Regions from separate parts of the Gossypium raimondii genome. Here region 1 is linked to region 2. Evidence: chromatin contacts called from public Hi-C data. All regions are on one chromosome and are shown on one strand. Each heading gives the region's core, a stretch centred on a gene start, on an enhancer-like site or on the middle of the called end of the contact. The rest is flanking DNA. Distances are from core to core; before and after follow the strand shown.

Region 1 (3,723 bases), core at 895-3,394, 160 kb before region 2:
TCAATGGCACAAGAGTCTATTACTAATGTGAATTGAGAAATTAACTGGACAAGAAGAAATGCTAAGGGAACATCTTTCTACTCAGCTAGAACTATAAATCTAATCCCAAAAAAGAAAAAGGAACAATATCAATGCACATACTAAATCCAACAGAGACCAAACAAATCAAATAGCATGCATATGCAGCCAATATATGCAATTTTCTTAAAAAAAATAAAGGCTACTGTGTTCTTTACACTGCTCTGCTGCCTATATCAGCATCACCACCACCACTAACAGAAAGATTCATAACATCAAGCCTGTGTAAAATCATTATTAACAATAAAAAGCAACTTCCTATGAGATCACACATTGCACCAAATTAAGCATTTGACTTAGAAAGGAGTAAATAGAAGAGATTACAAAAGGACAACATAACATAAAAACTTTATCCATGAGCACATCAACAACAAATTCTGAGCTCCTGATTGTACCTGAACTGGGAGACGGAGCTTCCCTAGACATATTTTCCGAGGTTATGGCAGCAGAATCCCCTTTCTCAATCTCCAAAGACGAGGAGTGAGCTGCAACAGGTGATGCTATATTCTGGAAGCCAGAGCTAGTAGATCCTTTACCAGTCTCCCCTTGGCCATAGTCATGCCCTTTAGGTTCACTGGGATCCTCAAAAACAGAACTCCGTGATTCAAAGTACAGTGAATCCAAAATTATCTCTGGCTGTCTGCTTAAACAGTTCAAACGCATATCACATTGGACCAGTTTTTCAAAATGCTTGTTTAACAACCCTTGGGGACACTGCAGAAAATGTTGCCTGCAAAGTAAGCATTACAAAATTTTATTAGCAAATTAGCCACATAACCCTATGCAAACAACTAACGTAAATTCAGCTTGTATTTCCACAAAAAGGGAAAAAAATAAAATACACATCACTTTTACCTATGTATGCTAGCTTGACCATCCGTAAAATCTGAAGTTGTCTGCCATAAGGTGTGTTTTCTAGGCTGCGGATTAGTCTCCCGGAAGAAAAGGGGCTGTCTAGCCAGCTGCATCATTACAGGCACACATAATTGTTGCAGGAAAACTAAAAAGGAGATTGGAAACTGAAAAGGATATCATACGGAACATGGGAAAGTTTACCACAACATTCAAAGTCCCGGGTCCATTATCAGGACAATTTGCCTTCAGACCCATAATATCCGACCACTGTATTTCAATCTTACTCTTAAGCCCACCTTCCAACACCTCCCAGACAAGCTTATGCTTTGCAAAATAACACTTGGCCACTAAATCACCTTCATACCTCGACTTATACTGCAAAAATAACCAAGTAAGCAATTCTTCAGCTACTTGACCCCCAAAATGAATGTATTTAATAAAATAAATGAATAATAAATAATAAAAGGTACCTCCCAGTGGCCGATTCGAAGAATGGAAGCTGGAAAATTTGAGGCTTTAAGCTTATCGGTAGCGGCAACAGCTTTACTCTCCTTTTTGACACCAGAGTTCAAGCTCTCAGCTTGGGCGGCTGAGCTACCGCTTTGGGATTGAGAGAGGCGCATTTGGATCAAATCCAAAAGTGAAGGACTCTTCCTTAGCTTCAAACCAAGTGGGCTCGGCTCATCCAACGGGTTGTATTGCGCTGGCGGGATCGGGAAAGCATTGCCATCGTAGGTCCACTGACAAAACATATATACCCAGAAATGAAATCTTTCAGATTTCAAAGCTCTAAAAGAAAAGCTCTTATTCTTATCTAAATACTTTAGATCTCTCTCCAAAATAGGGAGAGTTTTTGTTTATTTATTTATTTCATAGGGTAAAAAGGAAATTTGAAGGGAAAAAAAATACCTGTTGAAGATTTGGAGAAAGTTTGGATCGTTTATTAACAGGGCCATGTTCTTCCTCTAAAGAATCCTCTACGATCTCCAATTTCACCGGCGCCTTGTCCCGGCACGCTTCGGGTTCCGCCGTAGGAGTTCCCGATCTCATCAACTGCACCATCCAATCTAAGCAAAATCCCTATTTTCCCAACACCAACCGAAAAAATCGCGGAAAACCTAGCTTTAAAGTTTTTTTTTTTTACCTCTAATCAAAATTTAAGGAAAGAGAGCAAATTTCGGAGATTCTGAAACCCTAGAAGTTACTTTGGAGAAATCTAATTAATGGAGTTAAAATGGGGGAAAGGGGATCCCTTTTGGCGGCGAGCACGTGCGAATCCCGCGTTGTTTGAGCCATCGCACGTATAATAAAGTTCGAGATTACTTTAATACCCTTAGTTGTGGCAATTATTGGGGTTAGAGTTAAGGTTATTTTGGGTACTCTGGGAGAAAAGGGAAGCATGTGCTGGCAGACATGTAAACACATAAATGGATAATATGCGGGGCCCACAAAGTTAGGATTTCTTTTAAATGACGGCGGTGGTTTGGTGCTGTCTTACACGTGGCGTAAGATCCGACGGTAGCTTCTAGCATAGTGCTTTCAAAGTTGACACGTATACTGTTCATTGGATGCCTAGTACAAAATGGTTAATACGACGTTGATTTGTTTTTCTTTAAGGGCCGTTTAAATATTTTATTTAATTCATATTAAAAAGTAATGAAGTAAAAAAAAATTTTGAAAGAAACTAGGCTTACGTTAAACAAAACAAAGAAAGGAGGTCCACTACAAAGATAAACAGAAACCAAGCAAAACAAATCCAAGCAAACAGAAAATGAAAACCAAACAAATCAAACTGAGAAAGCTAAGTACATAGCCCACGCAGCAAATGAAAACCCTAACAAACGCAGGTGAGCAGATATCAAAAGTTAGATGGCAACAGAAACAGCTAGAAAACAAAAGATCCAACGAGAAAGAAAGACCAGGCAGGCTAGCACACAGACTTCAAGTACAAAGAGAAACAGCGTCGATCCAAACAAGGGCACAGGGACATCACCAGAGCAAAGAGAAATTCGTCAGAAACCAACCTGAACCCTCAAGCGCTCCCAAAAGAAACTATAGAAAACCTACGAAAAATACTCCCCACCCCCTCTCCACTTTTCATTAAACGCCTCACAAATCGAAGAGATGATCACACTCCATCGCCCGTTATGCAAAATCGGGAACACCCCGCACATATAGGAGCCCATCCCTTCTTTCAAGCCTTCCTTAGCCAACAAATCAGCCATAGTATTACCCGCGCAAAGGAAATGCCAAAAGTCACACCTACAAAAATATCCCGCCCAATGTTTGATGTCTCAGATATAAGCATCGAGGATTGATAGATCAAACCGGGAAGACTGGACCTTATGAAGTACCATAAGGGAGTCACCTTCAACAATCACATCTGGGAAATCAAGAGCCATGCCCGAGTGGACCGCATGAAGACAAGCAATGGCCTCAACTGCAAAAGCAGAAGGTATGTGTTTACAGACCACCATGTGCAAAGCCAATACAGTCCAATGGCTATTTCTGATAACAACTCTCACGCAGGATGTCCTGAAAGGGGAATGAAAAGCCGCATCAAAGTTGATTTTCAGACAGCATCCATCAGGGGGTCACCACCGCTCAGCCCCAATCGGGTGCCCAAGAAGTTTCACCTGTGCCACATCCAATTCCAGAAGGTAAGTATCAACTTTTGAATTAAAATATGCATTTGTATAATAACATTTTTGTGACCACGACGATTCCAAGCATTCTAGATAAACCATAAGGCACACACAATTTTCCTCGAAATTGTGATAGGGTAAACTT
Region 2 (3,353 bases), core at 165-2,664:
GCCAAAGGAAACTAACAGTAATATTCTTCCTAAGATAAGCCTGAGGCATGCACCCCGTTACATGCACTGCCTCATTTACAAAGAATTTAGAATGTAATAAGAATCATCTTTCTAACCAAGTTCCTCCTAATATTTTAATAGAATAAAAAACTAAAAACAAAACCACACATAGAAATTAAGGTAAAAAGAGATAAAATATTGAACAAAACTTACCCACATATTCCACCAGTACTCATATCAAATCCACCGTCAAGAAGTTCCCCATCATCAGAATAAGCAGGTTTTGCCATCTGTGAAAGTTGTTGATAGGGTATAAAGTAAGCCACAGAGGTCAAAAGTAGACCAACCCAATGTTTCCATGTGAATGAGGAATGGAAGATCAGCATCCTAACCAAGACGTATACAACCTACATAAATAGAAAATTGGAACATAAATCCAATAAAGTAAGATTGTTAACAAGCAGAAAAATGCAACTATGAAGACAATAAAAATATAAAGTACTAAAAATGCAAAACTATCCCAACTCTGTTCTTCCACATCAACTAAAAAGTAGCAAAAATTGCAAGAACTTTGATGTGGTGTGTCAAGAAAAGCTAAGACATCAGAAGCTACAAATAAAAAAAAGTGCAATGCTCAAATAAAATGGGCACTGCATACTATGTAGTGCAGTTTTGTTGCTACATACTATGTAGTTTTGTTGAAACTACCAAGCTAAACACTAAGAATAGGTTCCAACTTCCAATGGTTATGACGTATAAGATCAGCTTTGTTTACCAACCAAGCCGGCACTTAATATGCCTACTATGTCAGATCAGTTAATCACCCGAACATTACCAGGTTATCGCTACGAGCCACAACTTTCAAAGTTGATAATTTTCACTTTCACGGGTATGGCAAATGCATCCACAGTAAACACATACACAGAGATGTGCAGCCGGACTATAATTGGAAGCATTTATTGGTGAGCTAAGGATGCATTTCAAATGTGCTTAAAACCTTTAAAATTCAATTAGAAATGAATCAATGCCATCTATAGATATTAAGTTATCCATTTCCTGATTGCACATCATAAAGTAGCATAAACATACTTACAAAAGAAATCCTTCGAGAATCTAAGTAAATCAGAATCGAAAAATTTCAAGTAATTAGAAAACAAACAAGTGAACACTTGATTAAAGACGGGTTTCGACGATTAGGGGAAATAATTATAAAAGAAGATGAGAGCGTACGTTACAAGCAATGATGAGGTGGCGAAGATTGGCCATGTGGCGGGTGTTCTCTTCTTTGCGCTTCTTGGCACCTTGATTTGCCATTTCCTACCCTCTCTGGTCAACGGGTTTGACTCTGGCACCCTAAAGGAGATCTGCTAGTCGAAGAAATAAGGAGGAAGGGAAAGTAAGTGATGAAGATTGAAATGAAGACTTTAGCTTCCACAGAAGCCCATAACTTTGAGTCAAGGCCCAACCTGTAAATCTGGTTAAAATGTATGGTTTTTAAGAAATGAATTCTAATTTCAAAATAATGTTTTTTTAGGAAAAAAACATAGAAACGTTCAGTTTCATGCATTTCATCAATAAAACATTTCTTTATCAAAATTTATTTAAAGAAGTAACTATTTTTCCTATTTGTTATTTATTTTGTAAATAATATAAAATAATCACAAATTAAATATGAAAGGAAAAGGAAAATGTCGTAATTGTTTACATACAAATGAAATAATATATGCCAACCATCCAAAATAGTAACACCCTTGATAAATTATTGAAAAATTAATATTTTAGTTATTTAATTTTTAAGTATATTTGATAATTCATAATAGAAAAAGTAACTGATGAATTTTTCAATGAAAATATGGGAAATGATAAGCACATAAAGAATTATTTATCATTTAATATAGAATTTTTAATTATTTTATTTCTTTTAACATTATTTTTAAATGCTTTATCTTTAAAATTTTAAAATTATATTTATCAAACACTCCAACCATATTCTATAATTAATTTTAAGAAATATATCAAACATGTTATTTATACTATTTATAAAGCTATTTACTAAGTTAGTATCACCTATCAACCGGTCTCAACTTAGGAAAATTATATTAATGTCCTTCATATTTAAAATAAATTATATTATATTAGGGTACTTTAGTGTATATATATGATGAGATTTAAACTTATGACACTTGGGTTAGTAAAACTTATATTTATCACACAACCAAAGTTTTATTTTTATAGTTTTATACATTTTAATTTTATTATGTACACTTTATTATTTTCATTAATTGTATATCTATACTATTATTTAAGCCTCTGGCTAAGTTGGTGATATAATGGTAGGTAAACAGAACAAGATCGTAAGTTTATCCAAGTCGCGAATTTGGCCTAAGACTCTAGACGAATGAAGGAAAACTTAGAGTTTGACACAACTTGAAACACAAACATATCCAAATCATATCTATGAATTAAAAAAACAATAATTAGAATAAATAATGAAGATGAAAAAAAAGGTCAGTTAAATAAATTAAAGATTTGAAGAATTAAACAAGAACAAGTTAGAACAAATAAGAAAATAAAAAAGATAAAAAAAAAAAAGAAGAAAAGGATGGAAAGTGATGTGTAGAAGTCCTAAGGAGCCTTGAAAACTAAATAAATCTACAACCCCCTTCAAACGATTCTAAATTTTCTCCAAAAAAGAAAATTTGGCAAGAAAAAGGTTGAAGATGATCCTCACAATTTGAAAATATTGTTAAAACTCTTCTAAAAGAAAGCTCAAGAGAATTAAAAACTCAAAGGGAATTTTATTAACTCAAAATGAATAATGAATGAATTGATTCAAATGTATACGATGAAGAGACAATTATATAGGTTAGTTAAGTACATCTAAATAAAACTATCAAGTATACTGAAATTCTAGTTAATTTAAAGAACAAGTAGTTTTAAACTAAAATTTCTTATTGACATAAAACTCCTAAATAACTTAAAATATTTAAAAATTATCCAAAATACAGAATAAATAAATAATAAAATAATAAAACTTAATAAATATAATATTTAGCTTATATATAATAAAAATTAAGCCTAAAACTCGAACCCAATATGATTTAAACTCGAATAAAAAATTTGAAACTCGTAGTTTTCGTAATAATCCCATTCAGAAATTTTACTCGCGTAGTCTTCACTAAAACGATCATAACTTGAATTTTCGAACTCAAAATCGAGTGATTCAAAGTACATTACGAAGCTAAGATACAGATCTTTGATTGATAAGGGACATATTGACCCAAAAATGCACCGCAAGTCAACTGATTATAACATGACTAAGCATATAGGTTTGATTAGGATCCTTGAAGTGT

The links. Hi-C and Micro-C count contacts between places; a contact is called where the count stands out from the background.
Region 1: a contact with region 2 is called in a Hi-C map of leaf, with 3 times the contacts expected there. The contact joins the promoter of LOC105791018 here to the promoter of LOC105791011 in region 2. A contact is called at or near these places in 2 of 2 Hi-C or Micro-C datasets (both in leaf).

Annotation. Positions count from the first base shown.
Region 1 is chr8:21,861,031-21,864,753 of ASM2569854v1, reverse strand. It overlaps LOC105791018, which reads right to left and starts at 2,144. Exons shown (of 6, transcript XM_012618873.2): 1 at 1,843-2,144; 2 at 1,404-1,673; 3 at 1,135-1,308; 4 at 934-1,040; 5 at 474-808. The coding sequence starts at 1,995.
Region 2 is chr8:21,700,087-21,703,439 of ASM2569854v1, reverse strand. LOC105791011 reads right to left here and starts at 1,414. Exons shown (of 5, transcript XM_012618862.2): 1 at 1,231-1,414; 2 at 214-407. The coding sequence starts at 1,314.